2 separate regions of the Rattus norvegicus genome follow, and region 2 is linked to region 1. The links are chromatin contacts, called in public Hi-C maps. All regions are on one chromosome and are shown on one strand. The core of a region is the stretch at or near the end of the contact, and the rest is flanking DNA. Distances in the headings are between cores, read along the strand shown.

Region 1 (4,427 bases), core at 630-3,129:
TTTCTTGTCACATATTTGCCCTGTTTTCTTGGGCAGGTCAGTTTGCATTTCTGATCCTAATTTCCTGGTGTTAATGAAGATTCAGGGCCAGCCCAACAGGATTTCTACAGTCTAAACGACAGAACAATCATTGCACTTTGAAAACAACAAACAAAAGAAAACACCCGGAATAAAGAAGGCATTTCTAGGAAGTCTCTGCTTAGACAGCCGAGAAGAGGAAGAGGGGGTGGGAGGGAGGCAGTGGGGTGATAACAGGGGTGGGCACCTAGGACAATTTGGTTCTTTCCTAATCTCACCTGACCTGAACTAGGCAGGACTGAAGAAGACCCGTGTGCTAACCCCTAACGGGCTGGACAGAGAGCATCTGGGCAGAGCAATGGCTGGAATTCTGACTAGGGCAAACCCTCACCCACTCTGAGGCTCCAGCTCCCTCCACCATGGCTCCACACTTCCTCACCCTGCCCCCAACTGTGGACTAAAAGGAGCCCACCCCACCCCCAGGCCAAACTTTGAATTTGATCGTGAGGATCAAAATGATAAATCTTTCCAAAACGCTGACATAAGAAAAGTAAATATTTGGTTGCACAATTGGGGTTAAAACGAGGGTCAATCCACCCCACTCTCCAAGAGCCTCTCCGCTAGCTGCCAACCCCAGGATCCGAGGCTGAGTGCGGTTTGTAAGATTATAGCGCTAGGTCTCATTTAAAGGGCTGTCAGCATTTCCATTCTCCGGCCCGTTTGGGGAGGCATTTATAACCCAGCCATAAAAAATTCACCCGGGCTGCAACTTGGCATCCCCAACTGCGCTCCAGGCAGGGAGGGTGTTGAAAGCACCCACTCAGAATTCGTCCGGTTCTTCAGAAGTTAAGACCTTCACGTACACACACAACTTTCCTTGCAAGGACAGCCACACAGCAGCTGGCCCATTCTGACCTCCAAGCGGGTTGCCGTTTTTTGGGGGTGGGGGCCGATACTGTCTCGAGGCTGCGATCGAGACTCCCCATCTCTGTCCAGCTTGCTCCCTCACCTCCCCCTTTACAAAAAGCAAGAAGTAATGGACCCCTCCCTACCCAATCCCAAACCTTGAGACTACCACGCTCCCTGACTCTCTGCTTGCCTTCTGTCAGCTTTCTTCTGCGGAGCTGTCAGAGGTTGAGCTCTTTCCCTGAGCCCTCAACCAGAGAGGCACTACCCGGTCCCATCGCGGGGGGAACTCGGACACTTCTCTCCACACCTGCCCAAAGCCATGCCACCCCCAACTTATTGAGGGTGTCTGTTAGCCGGGGAGGGAAGACAGAGGTCGTCCCTCATACACGGGAGAGCAAAGAAGGACCTGCGCCCTGTAGGAGCGGGGTGGGTGGCCTGAGCGGGCGGGCGGGGTGGGTACTCACAGGCGCTCAGCGTTGCGGGGGATGCCCCGGGGAACGGCGCGCAGGCCCAGCCCGTGGCAGTCCACGCTAGCGGCGGAGCAGGTACACTTGGTGGGGCAGGCAGCAGCGGGGGGTCCGCTCAGGATGCTCGCCAGCGCCAAGGCCAGTGCCAGGCGGGCGCGCACAGCGGCGCCGGCCCCGGTCCGCCCGGGGGCCATGGTGTACAGGCGCCAGCACCCAGAGGAGGCTGCTTGGCGCGGCGGGACACGAGGAGCCCGAGGAGGCGCGCGGGCGGCCTGGGGGGCGGGCGGCGGAGTTGGCGCGGAGGAGGGGCGGGCGCGGCGCTCAGGCGCACGGGGCGCGGGCGGAGCGGGGCGCGCCGGGCGGCGGCGGCAGCAGCTCCATCCGTGGGGCTGGCGCTGCCCCGCTGCGCATCACTCACGGTGCCCAGGTACGGAGCGCTCTCGGGTCCCTGTGGGTGGCCGGCAGAGGTGAGGATTCGGTCTGGGTCCTGGGCTGAGCGCCGAGGAGCACAGTGCCCTGGGAAGTCCGGCTCAGGGCTGGGCTGCGGAGCACGGAGGCGGCTGGGGCACGGAGTGGCCGGGAGAGCTAGCCGGCGCTCGCTCTCTCCATTCACTGAGCAGGGCAGACACCGGAGACGCGGGGCCCAGCCCCTCCCGCCCCCCTCCCAAAACACCAGCTCCGCCTCCCATTGGCTGCGCTGAGCGTCACGTCGACTAAGTTGGGAACTTTGCTGGAGCAACCAAGAGCCTGGAGGGAGGAGGCGGCAGGGGAGCTAGAGAGACCCAACTGGGAAGGAAAGGGACTTGACCAGCCGGGCCGCCAGGAAAGAAACATGGAAATCCATTTATTCTTGGGAACCAAGGATTGATAAACCTTGTGGCTTCATTGGTTTTTGTTTTTGTTTTTAATTCAGTCACCGAGCTGGATACAGAATACCGACATGGGCGCATCAGAAACTGGGCTTCATGTTTTAGGTAAAAAAGCCAAAGCTGGGCTAAGTGAACTGCTTATCCGAGATCACTGAGGTGCTAAGCATGCTCCGTCGTAACGTTGTCCCTACCCCATTTAGTATTCACAGCAAGGCCAACAATTATTTCCTAGGGGACTTACGGATTAGAGAAAACTCCACAGTCACACAGTTACAGTCAGTCAGTCAGTCTATCTGTCTCTGTCTCTCTGTTTTTGTCTCTATGTAGTGAATGTAAGAACTTGGACCCCGATGTTGACACCATCACTCCATCTGCTTCCTGTCAAGGGACTTCAGGGCAATCTTGTCACCTGTGAGCCTTTATTTCCTCAAATCAAGGTGCCAGAGTTCTGTCCGACTTCCTTGACACATCAAAGAAAAGAACGTGATTTTATAAAATAGTGTTGTAGCCTGCAAGGGACCCATTCCCCACCCCCTCCTCCCCAGCCTTGCCTTCATTCTGCCAGTGCCTGCTCTAAATTGGCTGGTCTGAGCTTTTCCAGATGCCGGTGGGGAAGGGCCATGTTAGAGGCTCCATAAATACTTGTAGGAATGATTTTGTTTGTTTGTTTGAAGGGAAGGGGCAGGAACTGGAAGAAGTATTGCCCAGACTTCCTTGAGATCCTCTTGTACTGGAAAAGTCTGAAAGTGTCTTACACACACACACACACACACACACACACACACACACACACACACACACCCCTATACTCTTAACTATAAATCATATGCACTTTCACACACACAATAACCTGTATGTTCCCATACCACTAACAATTGCGCCTGCGAACGTTCTTTTCTCTTATATGAATGCTACTCTGATTCCTTCACTTTCCTTAAAGGAAACTTTTAGCTACTTGACTAAATACTGTAAATATATAGCAGAGGTGCAAATTTTATTTTATTATGCCAGCAGATTTTCAGAGACCTAGCTCCAAGGACTCAATGGCCACGCCCCCTACACACACACACACACACACACACACACACACACACACACACACACACACTCATACCCCCAACCCCAGCATCATTCAAAAACACGTGAGATTCAGTTTTCTGCTGTTATTCTTGGGAACTGTTTTCTGCCCAGCTGCCGCCGCCATCGCCCTCTGGTGGCCAGAAAAGAGCTAGGCTCTTCTTCCCGTGGTGACTTCAGCATTTAAGAACTCCAAACATGCCTTTCCCTCAGTCCTCTGAAGCTTTCCTACAAACCTTGAACCAATTTAGTACCAGGACAGAGGCAGATGAGAGAGGACCAGGCAGGGTCCCAAGAGCACAAAAGCATCCCAGACTGTCTGGAGCAGCAAAGGGTAGGGTTGTCTTTGTCTGCTGAGATGCATGCATGCTAGTAAAGCATGTTCTGCAGCCCTGCAGCCTGGACCTGGGTGGGTTCTCTGAGCACAGTGGTTAGCCCCTGTGTTTCTATTTAAGCTGTTGGGGGCCCGTTGGGAGCCTACTAGCTCTTTAAATGACTCATAGGCATTCAAATTTGCTATTCCCTGGGAGAAGGCCCCTTACACAGACTACAGGTTATGGGAGCTCTTCAGAATCAGTCATCTTCAAGTGAAACAGACACGCATATGCAGAAGAGCAGGGTGCACAGAGACCTGGATTACTTGGGCAAAGACACCCTTAGAAATGACCTAATCTACTGTCTTCTGGATATGCCTGGGTCCACATGTGTCTTCTTAGGGCAAAGGGTTTCCCCAGTAAAGATTAAGGTGTTCCTTACTCTACCCCTCTTGGAGATTCGCTGCAGGTTTGCTGGCTCTGGTTTTCCAGTTAACCTCTTCTGGCGTTCACATAAAACTCCCTTGGAGTGTGAGCACAGAGTCTCAAACATAATGCACCCCTTCTCTTTTCCTAAGGAGGAAAGAGAATCAGAGAGGTAGGCTTCTGTGCAAAGCTACCCAGCTAATTATTGAAAGGTTGTGGAGCAGGACCCACGGTTCTGTTCCCACTTCTGCCTAACCATGAGGCATCTTCATAGTGTGTCAATCTCCTCACGGAAGAATTTGCCAGCGCCACTGTTAAAGTCTGGGTAAATCATTAGGAGGTCAGGC
Region 2 (4,427 bases), core at 1,216-3,715, 300 kb before region 1:
TATTCCTTCAGCATTCATGCATCAAAATAACAAAGCGCCATTCACTGGCTAAAAGGACCCGTTTCCCTTCTCCCATTTCCCAGGAGGGCGACGCCAACACACACAGGGAGAGGACGCGACACACAGAGAGGGATGGGGGACTGGATGCTTATTTTTCTCTATGAATTCTTTATCCCGCTGTGAATGTTGGGGAGAGGGGGAGATCTGAGTGGGGAGCAAAGGGTCCCTGGAGAACCATTAATAAAGGCAAGTGAGAAGTAGAACCCAGGAGATCCAGAGGAACGAAATGGCCTCCCCCTAAACACCCGGCTTTCATGAGACACTGGCTACTGCGGTGTCCACAAGAGAGGTGAGGATGTTGATGTACTGTGGAGGGAAGGGAACCTTGCTGATTGTTTCAACTTCCTTTGGACCGCTCTGCTTGCTGCCCCAGCAAAGCCAGATTCTGGAGAGATGTAGGTCCGGGGAAAGCCAGCGGGCTTCTGGCTACCTGCCTCTGTAGTCTTCAGTTTGCTGCCCCCTGGATGTATTCTGGCAGAACCGTAAGGAATCGAGATGCATTATCTTGTCCTGGCCAAGTACACAGGACGCGCCAACCCATGAGTCTCCCTCTATGTCTTGTGAGTCAAAGGTAATGGGAGGGAAAGGCTGACAGAGGTGTCTCCATTCAGCAGCAGTCTGGGTGTGACTGTTAAGCCACTGTCTCTCTCAGTACTCTCAGAAGTTGACCGGCTCCTTGGGACTACAATCCTTTCTTCTCCACGTCCCTTTCACTCTGGAAGCCCTGCCCCATATGTTTTCAATACAACCCTTTATTTAATGAAGTAGGTTCGGCTGTGTTTTCTTACTTTCAGCCGGACAACCCTGGCTGAGTAGCTAAAGGCCATGGTTTCATTCTGGCACTGAGGTCGAGCAGGAGGTGCTGTATGTGGATGGATCTCGGCCACGCCTCCTTCAATAATCACAACCTCTTAAGTTGGGGAGAACGGGTGGGTAGGGGCTGGGGAAGCGAGAGCAACCCTGTATTTACTTGTTTCCATTCCATTTTCAGTCGGGAACTGAAGCTAAACTCCCAGCTTCCTCCAAGATTCCTGTCAGGGCAACTCCCAAAGCCAGACAGTCTGAAGAGACTCCACACATAAAGGAAGGCCTCCGCATGTACTGCCTGGGGTCAAACGCCCGTCTTCGAGCCAAACCCTAAGAGGAAAGGGGAGACTCCCAAGACCTCCCAGCTTGAGAGGGATGTTCAATGCACACGTTTCCATGTGTGGATAACGAGGAGACTCATTCCTAGCTTCATCAACAAGTGCCTCGCCTCAGACCGCTCGTTCCCATGTGCACCTCGGCTCACAGGCCACCTGGGTGTGGAACATCTGTCACCTTGTTGCTCCCTCCATTCACCTGACTCGGACACCAGCATCTTTGGCTTTCTTCTTCCTCCTGTTGAATGGACCTCAGTTGAAGGGACTGCTAACAGCATATCAAACCCGGACCCTTGGCGAGAAGTGGACCACGGCTCAGCTAAGCCCGAGAAAGGATTCTCTTTCTTTCCAGAACTTTGCCAAATAAGGAGAAGAGGGGTCAGAAAACCGCTATGATTAGATTATATGGAAGAGGGTCAAAGATTAAAAATCCTCTGCCTCTCATTATTAGAAGAGGGATGACAGATTCAGACCAGAGCACAAAAAGAAAATACATTATTTCAAAACAGGATATGAAACCCAGCCCCAGGCGATTAGTCTCTGTTAAGTAAATTTACTATCTAATCTTTTAACTGTCTCCCGAAATTGCTGGTCCAAGATGCTCTCCCCGGGTTGGAGGCTTAACCTTGGAGGTGGGGTGAGGTGGGTGAGGGCTGCCATCCCGTCCCCGCTCTATTAGCATGTTAATGGAATGAGGGGATCTCTGCTCACAGCAGCAGGGACCTGGGGGGGGGGTGGCTGGAGCGAAAGGGCCTGTGAGCAAAAAACGCACCTTGTAATAAAAACAGGATGCATGCACCCCAGATCAACTCAACTGCTGGGTGGACAGGACTGGAGGATGGAGAAACTAGCCAGGCATTGGTTTCCCAGGCATCAAAGAGGATACAATTCTTCAACATCACTCTAGGCTCATGGTGGGGTGGGAGGAACAGAACTCTCGGCCCCAAGGGGCTCACATGCCAAAGAGCCCCAAGCTCTGGATTTGTGTTCAAACCAGATCAACCTTCGATGCTTTGATTTTAAACGAAGGCTGCTATGCAGGCCAAATACCACAGGCCCGCTTGGGGCCCAAAGAGGACAAGATGTGCATTTGGAGGCCAGACAAGCTCACAGCACCATCCAAGCAGAGAGAAAAACAAAGAGGGATCAGGACACAATGAGCAAGGGGATCTATTTCCCAGCATCCCTCTTGGCTTGGGTACCACAGCAGAGGCCACGAAGCCCGGCAATCCCTTCTCTCCTCTGCTGCACAGAAGGAACCCTTCTGGCCCTTCACCTCACTATTTTTTCTTTGTCTGTTTAGTCTAAAAGGCTGAACTGTGGCACAAAGAAAGTTCTCTCCAAGAATGAGTTTTGCAGAGAAAGCACTTCAGACCAGAGCAGCGTGTGCAGCCTGCTCTGTACAGCCTGCAGAATGGGGCATGTGTTCAATTTGAGGGGGCTGGGCTCCCCCAAGGAATCCAGAGGCCCTCTGTTTGTGTGATTTATCCCTCCTGGAAAACCCAAACATACAAACGTGCCTGCCGCTGTGAAAGCGAGGGCATACTGAGGGACTCGGGCTCAGCACAAAGCTTACCACATACCACACAGCCTCCCACAGGCTTTCTCAATGTTCACCTTTGTAGGTTTCAGCCAGGGCAAAGGAAAGGAAGTGTATACAGCTCTGCTGGGGGTCAGCAGGCATGTTTTCTCTCTGTAGCCTTAAAAGCCCTGTGAGAGACAGAATGGGGATCCAAAGGTCTCTCCCCTGAGCTCTGAGATTTCAGAACTGTGGGACCAAACGTCAGCTTGTTCAACAGAACCATGCCAGCTCCACCTCCTGGAGAATGTGCCCCACCCTGAGAAGACTCAAACCCCAGTGTGGTTTTATCTTGGGGCCATTTGTTCAAAGAGGTTTTTTATTCTGGTACAGCAAAGGAGAACTAGACCAGTTCTGCAGGGCTTTCAAATTCCAGCCCCCACACTCTCTCCTCCTCACCCAAAATGCACCATGGAGCAGTGCCCAGGTTCAGGCACTTGGGCAAGTTGATGGAGAAGGCAGACTGGGAAACGAGTTAAATTTTCCTGCATGTTCCAACACATCTGAGGTGAAGGCTGCTCCCAAGACCAGGTATGATCTGAAAGGCTCGGAATGCCTGACTTCATCAAACGGCCTCTGACTGGCTGAAACAAAAGCTTTTCCTTCCATCCCTGAATGATGTCAATAGAAATGAGGTTTAGGGGACAGAAGCCATTTTCCCAACAGGGAGGATTAGGACCAAGGACTGTCTTCTCCCCAGAGCCAAACTTCTTCCTAGCATCCATAGAACTTTCCAACTTATGCCAAGCAGGGGAGTTTCAAGAAGATTCCAGAATGTTCTGTATAGCCTTTGGCCAGGTGCTTCAAGGCTACGGACTTAAAGACACAATCATGGAGACAGATACATCTGCAAATCCCTGCTGATCACTGCAGAAATTTCAGGAGAAAAGATAAACAAAGACAAACTCGTTATTGGGGAGATTAAAGCATCATATCCGTGCAATGGATTAGGTCATCACTTAAAACACTGGGCCAGGGCCAGGGTATTTATTGGCAAGGGGGAAATATCTGGTGTTACAAAAGAAAGAAGTCTAAAATGAAACGTTCAAGTAGAGTAATGGTTATAACTGAGTCGGGTGGAACATCCCTCTAACCCCAGCATTTGGAGGGGAGAGGCAGGAGAACCTGGAAGTTTAGACTCCTGGGCTCACCCTGGTAGACTGTATCATTGAATGAATGAATGAATGAATGAATGAATGAATGAATATTGAGCAAAAAGGTAACTGGGAGACAAGTGATTAATTCTATACTGAGTTAGAAGGATTTCTTCATTTTTTTCTTCTTTATATTTTGCTACAAAGACGTTATTTGTTAAATGAGAGTAACTTCCAGCAACTGTGTGCTGGGCGCTGTGCAGAAGCGGTCTGCATATGTAATTTTTTTGTCCTTATGAAGAGACACTGATATTGGGCATGAGATAAGGTGCACAAGTTTAGCAGTGTACGCCTAGTCTAAGCTGCAAGGTCAGCCTTATTTGCCTGAGAGCACACGGCAGGGTGGAATCCAGCAAGAATTTGGTTACACTGGGTCAGATTCTGGTAACGAGGAAGGGCCAAGACCGGATAGGGTCTGAATAGAAACCAGTGGAGGAGGAGACAGAGTTTCAGGATTGTGTTGAGGTCAGGGGCCTTAGGGAAGAAGACAGC

What was found. A called contact is a pair of places that touch in the nucleus more often than the background predicts.
Region 2: a Hi-C map of Schwann cells shows a contact between it and region 1, with 5 times the contacts expected there. The contact joins the enhancer-like site here to the promoter of Slit3 in region 1. A contact is called at or near these places in 11 of 12 Hi-C or Micro-C datasets (the A7r5 cell line, Schwann cells, frontal cortex and 6 more) and 1 of 1 datasets of contacts at active chromatin or transcription factors (oligodendrocytes).

Annotation. Positions count from the first base shown.
Region 1 is chr10:20,073,381-20,077,807 of GRCr8, reverse strand. It overlaps Slit3 (slit guidance ligand 3), which reads right to left and starts at 1,879. Exons shown (of 36, transcript NM_031321.1): 1 at 1,392-1,879. The coding sequence starts at 1,588.
Region 2 is chr10:20,372,824-20,377,250 of GRCr8, reverse strand. The region is part of intron 4 of Slit3 (slit guidance ligand 3); the gene reads right to left. Among named protein-coding and RNA genes, the nearest start is that of Mir218-2, 200 kb to the left of the region's middle. Within about 2 kb of position 2,465, at least 4 of the 93 cell types and tissues checked have an H3K27ac peak or open chromatin away from gene starts, as enhancers often do. A contact at or near this core is called in Schwann cells, where this site is marked.